Regions from separate parts of the Mus musculus genome. Here region 1 is linked to region 2. The links are chromatin contacts, called in public HiChIP or PLAC-seq maps. All regions are on one chromosome and are shown on one strand. The core of a region is the stretch at or near the end of the contact, and the rest is flanking DNA. Distances in the headings are between cores, read along the strand shown. Region 1 overlaps Sergef (secretion regulating guanine nucleotide exchange factor). Region 2 overlaps Nomo1 (nodal modulator 1).

The links. HiChIP or PLAC-seq counts read pairs in DNA pulled down with a chosen protein or histone mark.
Region 1: a contact with region 2 is called in an H3K27ac HiChIP or PLAC-seq map of trophoblast stem cells, with 6 times the contacts expected there. The contact joins two enhancer-like sites. A contact is called at or near these places in 1 of 15 datasets of contacts at CTCF or cohesin (large pre-B cells), 1 of 484 Hi-C or Micro-C datasets (cortical neurons), 6 of 115 datasets of contacts at active chromatin or transcription factors (embryonic stem cells, epiblast stem cells, kidney and 2 more) and 1 of 9 other capture datasets (embryonic stem cells).

Annotation. Positions count from the first base shown.
Region 1 is chr7:46,605,675-46,612,048 of GRCm38.p6, forward strand. The region is part of intron 8 of Sergef (secretion regulating guanine nucleotide exchange factor); the gene reads right to left. Among named protein-coding and RNA genes, the nearest start is that of Sergef, 31 kb to the right of the region's middle. Within about 2 kb of position 1,542, at least 138 of the 459 cell types and tissues checked have an H3K27ac peak or open chromatin away from gene starts, as enhancers often do. A contact at or near this core is called in trophoblast stem cells, where this site is marked.
Region 2 is chr7:46,054,660-46,061,585 of GRCm38.p6, forward strand. It overlaps Nomo1 (nodal modulator 1), which reads left to right. Exons shown (of 31, transcript NM_153057.4): 12 at 1-17; 13 at 1,936-2,077; 14 at 2,418-2,549; 15 at 3,757-3,893; 16 at 6,220-6,307. Among named protein-coding and RNA genes, the nearest start is that of Gm39010, 17 kb to the left of the region's middle. Within about 2 kb of position 5,507, at least 81 of the 459 cell types and tissues checked have an H3K27ac peak or open chromatin away from gene starts, as enhancers often do. A contact at or near this core is called in trophoblast stem cells, where this site is marked.

The DNA.
Region 1 (6,374 bases), core at 292-2,791, 550 kb after region 2:
AGGGGCCTGTGGAGGTGACAAGGTCAGAGGGTGGGGGTCTTCATGAACACTAGCGGTGTGCTCGCCCCTCTGCCACGTCAGAGGCCATGGCTGCCTATGAGCCAGGAGAGTAGACTCAGAGAGGAACTGCCAGCACTTTGGTAACACTTCCTAGACTCTGGACTGTGGGAAATAAGGTTCTGTTATTTCTAAGCTACCCGGTCCATCTAAAGTAAGACAGCCACTTGCTACACACCCAGTGAGGTCACAGGGAGGGGAAATAATGTGGTGAGAGGTGAGACCAGACCGGGGTGGGGGGGGGGCTCACAGGTCCACGTTGTTTCTTAAGTATCTATGCTATTTTGAAAAGGCCGCTCAACCCTGCTAAGCCCTGGACTGCATGTGGAGTGCAGGGGCAAGGGATCCTAGCTCAGGACACTACGAGGAATCTGTATGTGACAAACCAGAACTGGGCAGAGTGCTGATATATGACGGGTGCCTGGCAAACACCGGTCCCCTACTCCAACCTTGGATGTTACTCTCTTCAGCCTGTCTCCAGCAAGGCTTTGGAAGCCTTGACCTCAAGGAGAACTAATGAGGGGAGGTCCTGGTCAAAACAGAGCCCTTTGCCCATGCTGTGTGTAGGTGGGTGGGAATCAAGACAGCCAAAGAAATGTGCATCTCTGCTGTTCCCCACTGTTTCTAGCTCAGACCCCAATCTCCGGCTCTCCCATAGGACAGCCAGCTAAAGAGCCAACCTCAGCTCATCTCATGAGCAAAGCCCAGCGAGGATTTGAGATCCCTTCAGCTCTGACCTTGCTAATTCTTACTCTAAATGCTGTACACACACACACACACACACACACACACACACCTTGTCCCCAAGGCTGTCTGCCTGCCCATTGCTGCCATCTGGTGGTGGGCAGACCCTGCTGCCCTTGGCTTTAGGCAAGCACTGGGCATGCCCCATGGGTGAATGTACCTACTCTAAAGGTGGCTCTTCCTTCACCGCCGGACACACCCTGCACTGTTCCAGGCCACAGATCAATGGGTATCCATTGCCAAACACAACAACAACAAAAAGAAAACAATGCCAGGTTTTCGCCTCTAGCGAAGATGACGCAGCTGCAGTAGGAGACTGAGCTCACTGGGAGGAAGTGGCCTGCCCAAGGTTGCCTAGCTGCCAGGCTCCCAGGACAGTACACAATTTTACTTTACCACAATGTTTAAGGTAAGTGGGCACTTGCAGATCAAAACTAAAGTTAGCCCAGGGCTGAGGAAAGGAAGCCTCCAGAAGGTGGGAACACAATGTTGCAAACACTTCTTGCAAAGCCAGGAAAATAGTTACGAACTCAAACAGCTTGGGCACCAGCTGGAAGGCTTGCTGGAAAGCTTTGCCATCCTCGGACCTTGGAGGGCAGGTAGCAAGAACATCTGCAGGAGACAGCCCCAGGAGCCAGCACAAGCTAGGTTTTAATCTACGCAGTCATCAGATGGGTGAAGACAGGGGCAGCCATGCATGCATGCGTACTTCCTGCGCTCCACCACACACTACAGGCAGGAGCCTGACTTCCTGCGCTCAACCACATGCCTGCTCTTTATAGGGCCCACATATCATACCCTTGGCTCTGTCTGCAGCCATCTTCTGTGCTACGTAATGCAGGGCCAAAAAAAAAAAAAAGCAACGTGTGGCTTTACGCAGACCACTCTGCCATCCTTCCCTCTGTCATCTCACATCTGCTATGTATTTATTGATGTTTTGTAGGGTGTGTTCCAAAGTCCTTTTTCCTTTAAAATGCTAGACTCTGAATCCTGCACGCAAGCCAAGGCTCCTCAAGGGAATGTAATCAAACAATGCTGCCCTCTAGTGGCCAGATGAAGTCAATTTCCCCCTCCCAGCTTGGCTAGCTAGCCATGCTCCCACTCAATCCCACCCTGCACTGGCCTTTAGCCAAAAGTACCTAACTCCAAGGAAGACAGAGTCGACCGGCTCAGCCCCTCAGCTGTCCCCACAAGAGTGAAGGAACCCTCTGTCCTTGGGAACAGATGCACTCTGGAGCATCAAGACCTTTCATGACTTTCAAGTCCCCTCTGCAGATGAGGAAACAAAGGCTCACGGATGCCCAAAGGAGCCCAAGCTGATCAAGCTGACTCATGACTGAGCCAAAAATAGAGCCCACTTTTCCCGCCTCCTGCTACAGCCTCTTGCCTCTTCTCCATGTGACCTCTCAACTGAGGTCCAGGGAGGAGACTCGTCAAGGGCATCCACGCTGCGCTCACTCACTAAAAGGGGATCATGTCCTGGCCTGAAAGAGTAAGCCATTTTCACTTTCCTTTTGAAATAGCCTTACGAAGGCTACCATCAGACCGGAAGATCTGTCCATCCACGTGTGCATTCCCCCTGCCCCTCAGCACACATAATAAATAAAGTAAAATTTAAAAAGAATAATATCTACAACCTCTGACTGGCCACACGAATGAAGGGGGAGCCAGAGAGTTTTTAAGAGTCTTGCCTTGCTAGCATAGAAAATAAAATGCACTTTAATCAGACCTATCAGAGGTAATATTCTGGTATATTTCTTCCTAATCTTTTTATAACATTAGCTGAGAATTAGAAAGTACCGTGCGAGGCTATCCCTGTAGCATTAAGTCTCCTGAGCGCGCCTCTGAATGGCAGTGTGACGCTCCAGCATGTGACTGTGCCTGAGTTCTTTCAACCCACCCCCCTTTGTTTCATTGGTTTCTGTCATTAGAAATCAGGCAGCTGTGCATGGCATGACAATCACTGTCTGAACACATATATCGATCCTGATTACTTCTTAAGCCAGTTTTATTGTCACAGAATGAAACTGGGGTGGCCATAAGAATAACCACAGGGCCAGCGAGATAGCTCGACGTAAGGGGCACCGGCCTCCAACCAAGTCTGACACCTGAGGTCAATTCCCAGGTCCCACGTGGTAACAGGAGAAACCTGGGCCTTTCCTAGTGCTGTGACATGCTGACTCCCTCAACGGGCAATAAAGCATAGTCATTTTGTTTCCAAAAGACCATGATGTCTGAGACCTCCTACTCAGCACAAGGTAAAAAGAGGAGCCGGGGGCCTGGGAGTCTTACCAGAGGAAAGGAGAAGACAAGAGAACCAACTTGCACACACTCCACCTATTGAAGTGTGACCTTCCCAAAGCCCAACCACAAGCGCTTGCCCTTCCCTCTCGACTCACGCCACAGCGCCTCTCAGAAACCCCAAAGCCCCTGGTGTCCTGGCCACTCCTCTGGCCTCCCACCACACTCTTTATTCATCTCCTAAATATTTAATTTGTTCATCCAACCACAAGCTTTCTGAAGGTAGCTCTGGACTTCAGAGTCCCCTGCATTCCACAGCACAGTGCAGGGTCCACACGCTCCGCATCCCATAGACAAATGCTAAGGGGACCAAGATAACTACATGTCCTTCCCAGACACTTGGGACAATAAAGTACCCATTGTCCAAAGCTAGAGAAAGGTGCTTCTCTGAAGAATAAATGTAGCTCAGTAATGAAGTCAGGGCATTCTGTGACACATGTGGACAAAAGGAGTGAGTCCAAGCTAAGCTTTGTCCACTTCCATGGACCAGGGCGATACAACCAATCAACTGGGAACTCCCCTGTGAAATGAGGATAAGAACACTCCACTTGCCAACTTCCTGCAGGAAAATGCCTGTTACCACACTTTATAGTGACATACAATGACAGCAGTCCATGGCATTGCTGGTGTAATATCAGAAAGCAATGCTGCCCCGTGAGTCACTACATGGCCTTCTGCACCTTGTCCCTGGCTTCTGTCCATACACCTGTCCACTTGGGGGTCAGGCTGTGCTCTTCCACTGAGCAGCAGGGCTTTCTGGAAGCACAAGTCCCTGTACAGAAGGAACCAGCAAGTGTAGCCAGGCTCCTGGGTTTACATAAGCCACACCTCGCTGTCTGTGGCAAGAAAATGACAGGACCAAAGGAGCACTTGACTGAGAGTCGTGAAGCTTCAGGTCTGGTCCTTCCCTGAACTGCCATTCCTGGTTTCTCAGCCTCCGAACTGAAGTTAGACCAAATATTCGCTGAGCTCCCACCCCCAGTGGGCATGCTAGGGGTTCCGGGATAAGTGCTTATGGCTTTGGTAATAAGCACATGACCCACCTCAAAAGTGTCCTCTGGGTTCCATCTGACGATCAACTGCGGAGTTTTTCAAAGGCCTAAAAGCTCAAGCAAGCATCACACATTCCAAACCACCTGCTTTAAATAGACCCACAAGGTTAGAACCTCCCTAAGGTCCACTGAGGTTTCATGATGTAAGGCCCCAAAGAAGGAGTATACATTTATACTGCCAACCTATTCTGGATGGGATCTTGGCCCCAAAACAGAAAAATCATCACGGGTATAAACTCCATTCCATGTGAACCGACATGGGCTTGGGATTCACTGATGCTCACACATCAAATGCAATCAAGGATTTCTTGGTCTGTGATTTTTATAAAAAAAAAATCTAAAAGGTCCTATCAACATATGGTCCCTGTCTTTAGAGGAGTAAGGAAAATATCTCAATTAGAAGAATATTACTAAGGAGAGGGGAGTAGAGAGATGGCTTAGTGATGAGAAACACTTGCGGCTCTTACAGAGGACCCAGATTTGGTTCCCAGCATCTACACAGTGGCTCACAACAGTTTATAACTCTAGTCTCAGGGTATTCAACCTCCTTTATGAATTCTGGGTACACCAGGTACACACGTGGCACATGTACATACACGTGGGCAAAACATCCATCTATACAAAAATAAGTCTGAAAGAAAATCATAGAGAATATTGCTAAGACTGGGGAGGACGGTGAGGAGAGAGTTCCTTGGCAACAGAACTGACCTGGGAGTCCAGGGCTGTTACCAAGTCTTGTTTCTCTGGTTAGTTTTAGTTGTCTCACCTTCTAAGTGAGGAGGATGGTGCTCTGTCTCTGGCTCTCTATAACACCCAGTACTCCAGCTCTCTCTTGAGTGACACAGAAAAGTGCAGAATGTCAGAGAACTCTGCATTTGGCTTCATGTTTTCAATCCATACCCCGCTGAGACCACAAAACTACTTTGGGACACTGCATGGTTCAGGGAAAGCTTCCAGCCTCCGGAAAGAAAAGGATTCTAGACATCCTGACTGATTCCACAATAACATTTGGGACCTGGGAAGAGCATTCCCTTGAAATTCTAATAAATTGCCAGCAGCCAGCACTTGGCATTTGTAAGACTTTATATCTCCACACACCTCAGGACAACCTGGAATCCACCTATTACCTACCCAGAGGTAGTCAGAGTCCCACAGAGACCTCTGTTCGAAGAAAAGAAACAGCATGCTAGACCAGGGAGCTCTGTACTCTCACCACTTAGGAGAAGAAAGCAAGAGGATCAGAAGTTCAAGGTGCTGGGTGACCCTCATACATACAAGCAAACAAATAAAACAAGGGGAGGGTTGCAGTGCCACAAGGACAAAAGTACCAAGGTAATCATGGTGACAAACCAACGGGATAGGAGGGGAGAAGCGGGAAGCAGGTGCCCACAGCCACACTATCAGTATGCTGGGAGAGTCGAGCATAAACCTGGGTTCATCCAACTTCAAGGCTATGTTTATCTCCTGCCTTGCACAGTCATTAAGCAGTGATCTACTGAACACCTACTGTGTGGCAGTCTGGAGACACCAGGCAGACACATGACATGACATGACATTCATCTCCTGACTGAAAGAAAAGAATATTACTATGGAGCATGAGCAAAACGAAACACACCTCCCATGGAATTTACAGCCTAGACCTTAAGCAAATAGGACAAACACTGAAAACTTGGAAGAGAACCACAGTGGATCAAGTTAAAATAATAGGTACAAATACCTAGGAGGCCAAGAAGGCTGCCAGAGCTTTGCTAAGCCAGTAACACCTCTATCCTGCTGCACGTGGGTGAAAGACCTGGGGGAGCATAGCTGCCGTCAGCTTGAGCAGCAGAGGCCTGGCCTAGGAGCCCTTGGTGAGGATACAGTTGATTTCTATCTTGCCACAGACCCTGTTAAAACAGCAGCTCTTCTAAAAACAAGACCAAACGCTGAGTCGGCTTACATATCCCAACCTCAGGTGAGCATCACCGAGTGGACATTTTGGGATCCTTCACAGATTCCTTTGTCCACACCACAGAACCACACTACGAGGCAGACAGGAACGTTTACTATCCCCCGTGAGAGATGAGTGGCTAGGGTGTGGAAAATAGCTTAGACGTGTCACCAAACGAGAAAAACACCAAACGCTGCCAATCCAGCTTTGTAAAACATCTCTAGTCAGGAAACTGAGCGTCTGCAAGACAGCCGCAGGTCACCGAGCCTGGATAAAGTCATGCAGGGGCC
Region 2 (6,926 bases), core at 4,257-6,756:
GGGCCTACAAAGTCCAGGTACATGATGGGTTTGGTTTATAGTGTCGGAGGGCTGGGAAGGCTGGGAAGTGGCTCAGGCAATAGAATGACTGCTGATAAGGCTCTCTCATCCCCAGAGTCCATATGAAAAGCCAGATGTGCTGGCAGGAGCTCGTCATTCCAGGGCTGGGCAGGCAGAGACAGGCTGGTCCCTGGGTTCACTGGCCAGCCAGACTTGCTTACTGGAGTAAGCTCCAGGCCAGTGAGAGATTCCATCTAATTTTGAACAAGCTAGATAGCTTCTGAGCAAACAACACCCAAGGTGGTCTCTGGTCTCCATACACTCACATGCCCACCGGCCCCCAAACTGAAAGAGCAAGGGTTTTCCAGAGTGTTAGGAGCTATAGCGGGGCACAAGGAGCCTTTCATTTCCTTCCTCCTGATGTCCAGCTGATCTCACAGCCCATGGATGCTGTGAACAGAGAGGCCTGCCCTTTCTCACTGGCTGTAGGTGCAGGGTTGGGAGTGAGCTCTTGTACCTCCCTGGGCTCTGGCTGCTCTAGGATGTCCATGAGGCCAAGAACAGAGCAAAGCTAGCTCTTGAAGCTTCTGAGAGCCTGAAGGCCAGGGAGGAGCCCTGACTCCAGGACAGCTAACAGGCCTAGGGAGCCTGCCCAATCAGGCAGAGAAGCAGGGCAGCCCCTGGCCTGGAGTTTCCCCACAAGGGAGTTGCCCTGAGCGCAGCTGGGCTGAGCGACAACACAGCCAGAAGTTTGCCCTGTTCACCTTCTGGTGCAGTGGCCCTGTCCTCTTTGGATAGACCATGTATCTGTAGCTGACAGGGCTTGCCAATCAAATCAGCCCTGCTCCCAGCTCTAGGGAGGGAGGCCTAGGAGTGTCCCCTAAGCGTGGGTCCTCTAGAGTGAGCCCTTCCTTCTGTAGGAACAAGTGGAGATGGGCCGTCACCGGCACAACTTGTCTGAAGGTAGCCACAGTGGCATCCTGCAGAGATTCCATCAGATGTTGGAGTTGGGCAATTCCTTACTGCTGGTAAAATAGGGGACGTCTGTCCTGTCACTCAGAGAAAAGGGAGCCAGGTGTGATGGCTCATATCTGCAGGCCCAGCCCTGGGGAGGCTGAAACAGGACTGTGAAGTTCAGGCTAGCCCGGGCCACGTAGTCTCTGTCTTAAAGCAACGCACAAGAAAATAAGTACAGGCTGGAGAGATGATGGCTCAGCAGTTAAGAGCACTGACTGTTCTTCCAGAGGTCTTGAGTTCAATTCCTAGCAACCTCATGGTGGCTCACAACCATATGTAATGGGGTCTGATGCCCTCTTCTGGTGTGTCTGAAGACAGCTACAGTGTACTCACATACATAAAATAAATAAAATCGTAAAAAAGGAAAAGAAAAAGAAAAGTACATGGAAAAAGAGTGAGCTAATTCTGCAGGCGCCTCGGGAGGCATCAGACACAGCCTCTCTCTGAGACTTGGTTTCACACAGCCCAGGCTGACTCGGGCCTTGGGTGTTCCTTGTGCCTCGGCCTCCTGAATGTGGATTGCAGGCTGGTGCTGCTGTGCCCGGCTAGGACTGTGTTACTATAAAAATATTACTTCTTAGGTTTGCTGTGATTACAACCTTCACCCTTCACTGTCTGCTTAGCTTGAGGCTCAGGTGAAGCTTCTAGCACCTCGTAGGCCGAGGGAGAGCTGTTCCCTGCAACCTCTAGTGTAGCAGTTCTCAACCTGTGGGCCTGTGGGCTGTGACCTCTTTGGGGTTGAGTGACCCTCTCACAGGGGCCACCTAAGACCATTGGAAAATGCAGATACTTGCATTATGATTCATAACAGCAGCAGAATTACGGTTGTGAGGTAGCAACAAGAGTAAGTTATGGTTGGGGACGCCACACCGTGAGGAAGGCTGAGACGCCCTGCTCCAGTGTCTCGTGTGCTCACAGGTGGTGGTACCCGAGGCTGAGACCAGAGCAGGGCTGATGTTGAAGCCGCAGGTATTCCCCCTCACTGTGACCAACAGGCCTGTGATGGATGTGGCCTTCGTGCAGTTTCTGGCATCGGTTTCCGGGAAAGTCTCCTGTCTGGGTAAGGTATCAACTGCACGTGAGAGCCTCTAGTTCAGAGTGGGCAGTGGGAGGAGCTGGGCCCAGGCGGTTCTGAAGGGGGTGGAGAGAAAGGTGGTCTGTCCCATCCTGTCTTGGTAGGTCTGCAGGGGCTGAGCAGAGGTGTAGAGGAGGGCCCGACCCCCTGCCAGGGCGTCACTGCCTGCTGCTGACCACAGCCTCGGGGTGCTGGGAACTGGGTCACTCACTGTACCGAGCTTAGGAAGCGGGGCCTCCAGGGCTTGACGCTCAGGCTAAGCACTCAGAAGCTTGTAGGGTTTGCGATGGCAGTCAAGTGAGGTCCTCCGGTCTCTCCTCTACAGATACCTGCGGTGACCTGTTGGTGACCCTGCAGTCCCTGAGCCGCCAGGGTGAGAAACGCAGCCTCCAGCTCTCAGGCAAAGTCAACTCCATGACTTTCACCTTTGACAAAGTTCTGCCTGGGAGATACAAAAGTAAGATGGGGCCTGATACTCTCAGGAGCTCGCTCTCCCAAGCCTGCTCCTCTGTGGGCTTACTGTAGGCCTCTCCTAGGGAACTCTGTCCCAGGACCTTACCTGCCAAGTTAGCTCCTTTGTCACAGAGGTTCTGCCCTGCATGTGCTCTGGGACGGTGCCTGGCAAAAACTGTTTTATTTCTAAATGCCAGAAGGAGCACGATAGTTCTGTTCTCATGTCTGCCACTTAGGCCTAGCTAGAGTGACCTTGCCCAGTCATTCTTTCTCCTCCCCTGACCGATACCTTACCCTTGAAACGGTACAGTGGCCTTTCTCAAGGAGAGACTAAGAGGCAGAGCACAGGGCCTGGTCGGCAGGGCAGGGCCCCACGCTGGTGCCCTTCCTGCCCTCGGTAAGCCAGCTCTTGCCTCTGTTTTGAAGAGCAGCTTGCAGCTGGTGGCAGGGACTAGACTTCTACCTAGTGAGGTAGACTTTTCTCTTGGGGGCTTGTGTTTCTCTGTCTCAGAAAGAGCTGGCTGCCTGTTTCTTTAGTTTCACAGAGTCCTGACGTGCCCATGAGCTCGTATGACTGTTGCTGCTCACAGTTCCCTGGCAGAGTCCAGAAGCCCAGACCCGCAAAGCTGACTAGAATCCGGGTGCCGGGCGGGCGGAGGAGGGAGAGTCTTTTGAGTCAAGGAGTTTGAAATTTGCCAAAACAACAACAAAAGTCAGACAATTTACAAAAAGTGTAGCGGCCCATGAATATCTTGTAACCTGGCATCTTCTGCCTAGATGGATTTCCTTATTTGTGGTGACAGTGGCCACTGATGTCAGTTTTTCTTTGGCAGCGACCTGCCCTGAACATTGCTTCCTGCTTAGGTATTTTTATGTAAAGTGTATTTTCTTTTTAGACAGGGTACTGAGCTGAGGAAGCGGGGCCTCCAGGGCTTGACGCTCGGGCTAAGCACTCAGAAACTTGTAGGGTTTGCGATGGCGGTCAAGTGAGGTCCTCCGGTCTCTCTACAGATACCTGCGGTGACAGGCTGGCTTTGAACTCTTAATCCTTGTACTTCAGCCTTCAGAGTACTAGGATTAAAGTGCACAATTCTGTGTTTAGTACATGTGTACTCCTCTGCAGCTAGCTAGCAGGTCCCCAGTTGCTCAGTGCTGCAGGCCCCTAGTTGCCCGGCACCGTGAGGCCCCAGCCCCATGTGTTGGCTTTGCAGTAAGCATCATGCATGAGGACTGGTGCTGGAGGAACAAGAGTCTGGAAGTGGAAGTGCTGGAGGACGACGTGTCTGCGGTGGAGTTCAGGCAGACCGGTTACATGCTGCGCTGCGCACTCTCACACGCCATCACTCTGGTATGTGCTGCTTCTGAGGGACCTCAGAGAGAGTGCCCAGCGGGGCGGGCAAGACAGCTCAGCCTCAGAGAGAGGGCCCAGCGGGGCAGGCAAGACGGCTCAGCCTCAGAGAGAGTGCCCAGCGGGGCGGGCAAGACGGCTCAGCCTCAGAGAGAGTGCCCAGCGGGGCGGGCAAGACGGCTCAGCCTCAAATCCTGCAAGTTACCCTCTGGTCTACACACACACACACACACACACACACACACACACACACAGAGAGAGAGAGAGAGAATGAGAGAGAGAGAGAGAGAGAGAGGGAGAGAGAGAGAGAGAGAGAGAAGTAAATGGCTTATAGCAATTGCTGGAGCCTGGCACAGCAAGAGTGTAATGACAGTTAAGCCAAGTTCCCTTTTCTACCCTGGGTTCCCACCTGCCAGGGAAGGCATCCTCAGCCTGCAGTGTTACAGGTCCTCCTCAGCCCGTGGGCAGCTGGGCAGCTCGGTGTGGTGCGGTGCGGCTGCGTGGTCTTGTCTCTTCCTGCCGCGTTGGGATCACAGTGCCCGCTCCTCAGGCTGTGGGAGGTCAGCAAGCTGTGCTGTGTGTAGCATTTCTGTGGTGTGCCCAGTACACTGTTGACTAGTGCAGCTGAGTTCTCTAGGCTGCTTCCTGTGGGCAGAGCGCACTCACTCGCTTCTTCTCTTGTTTTCCTTTTATTTTCGTTTTGCAGTTCTGTGGACCAAACCCAGGGTTTCAGACATGCTGGGCCAACGGTTACTGCTGAGTTGTATGTCTGGTCCTTAAACCATTTTTAAAGTTATTATTATTTTGTTGTTGTTGTTTTTTGGTTTTTGTTTTGTTTGTTTGTTTTTGAGATCAGCTTTCTCTATTATGTAGCCCTGATTGTCCTGGAACTCACCATGTAGACCAGGCTGGCTCAAAACTTAGCAGATCCAAATGCCTTGCCCTCCCTAGTGCTGGGATTAAAGAGGGCGGAACCGCAGCTGGCCTAGATTATTGTTTTTTTTTCTTTTGTGTATGTGGGTGTTGTGCCTATGTGTGTCTGTATTACCTGTGTGCTGTGTTTGTGGAAGCCAGATGTGGGCATGGATCCTCTAGGGCTGGAGTTACTAATGGCTGTGAGTCTCCACGGAGGAATCAGAACCAGGTTCTCGGGAAGAGCAGCCAGTGCTCTTAACTGCCCAGCCCCCTCCCACCTTTTCTCTTTCTGGTTTTGAGGCTGAGTTGTGCTGCATTGCCCAGGCTGGCCTCGCACTTTCTGTCGCCCGCTTCCCTCAGTGGAGTGCAGGCCAGTGCCTGTCTGCTTGGCCGCAGGCACGGGGGCTTCAGGGATGATCTCTGTCGTTCCTTAGGGGTAGGAGCAAATGTCATTGTTGGATCCCACCAGAGAGCTGGGCGGATGGCAACAGCATGGCTGCTTGTGACACTGGTAGGACCCGAGCCGGTGTCTCCAAGGCCAGGCTGCTGCCTCAGCTGCTACAAACCCCGAAGTACCCTTTTTATTCCAGGGATGGGTTGCTGTACAGTCAAGAGTCAGCTAACAGACACCCCTCCCCCTAAGCCCTGTAGATTTCTGCTCTCTCTAGACTATGTCTGAACTGTGTAAGGAAGGCTGCCTTTCCTCCCTGTGCACTGGTCCCCAGGGCCCCAGTGGCACTTGTTTCTCAGTCCTAGCTGAGCTGCTTGTCTCTGCTGCGCTGGCCTTTCACATGTGCATCCCTGTGCCCGAGGAGCTGAGCCTTCTTCACCATTGAGGCCCAGCTACTGTTTCCTCCCAAGACGGGGGCCCAAGGTTAGGGCCCCAGAGCTCCGGAACACTTCTCTGTGGCGGGTGGCCCCTCTGCTCACTGCCTTGGCCTCTCTGCTTTACATTCTGTCTGAAACCACTGATTTCCCAAATTAAAAGGTCACTCTGCCCTCCTCAAGGGTCCTGACCTGAGTCTGACCCAGAGCAGCCACTCTGTACACAGGAGCTGACTGAGTGCAAATAGCACATTTCAGTCATAAGTTTTTGAAGGTTTGCAGTTTTCTTGTGGCACCCAGTTGTTTACATGAATAATGGGCCAACATGATGGCTAGTTCAGAAATGGAAATCTTTTTTTTTTTTTTTTAATGTAGGAGTTGCTGTGTCCGTATGTTCACCTGTATTTGAGAGCATCAGTTCTCTTTATAGATGGTTGTGAGCTACCATGTGGGAATTGAACTTAGGACTTCGGGAAGAGCAGCCAATGCTTTTAACTGCTGAGCCATCTTCCCAGCCCCACTGAAATATTCTCAATCACCGTAGTGTCTTTCCCCATGAGTCACCATGTTGCCTTTGGCCCTACAGGAATTTCATCAGGACGGAAATGGCCCTGAAAATGTGGGGATTTACAATCTCTCCAGGGGAGTGAACCGCTTCTGCCTGTCCAAGCCTGGTGAGCCTGGGAGGTGGGAGTGTGGCGCCGGCCTGGGCCTGAAGGTCGGAGACCCCGGGTCCAAAACCCTCAGAGATGTTAGTGACATTGCTGCCAGCAGTCTATCTTTGCAGTGATGTGATGTCCTGCCTTGCCTCCCATCCTCCACGGCCGCTCCAGCTCGATCAAGATAGAGTTTACAGGGCGTGAAGCTCACCTGCTTCGGGGCTCAGTGGTGGAGCACTAACCCAGTGTGCTCTCAGAGCCTCAGCTTACCCCAGTACCACAAAAAAAAAACAACAAAAAAACAAAAAAAACAGCATACATCCCCTTAAGATGTGTGATACATGCTTGCCAGCAAGCTGACCAGGTTGTTCAGTCATGGCCACAGACCCAGCCCTGGCTACAGCTTAGTTACGTTTTATGCCTCCGCCTGATCTCAGCCTTGACTTCTTAGAGGTAGCATAGTTTTGGAGTTGAGCTACATTGTAGTATAACAGTGCTTTGTTCTTTTTCACTGCTGAGTTATATTCCACTGTGTGTACGTAGCACATTCTCTGTGTGTAGCCGTTTTGCACATTACCTGCGTCTGAGCAGGTGCAGCCTCAGGGAGTCATTGAGTTCCCGACAATGTCAGCAC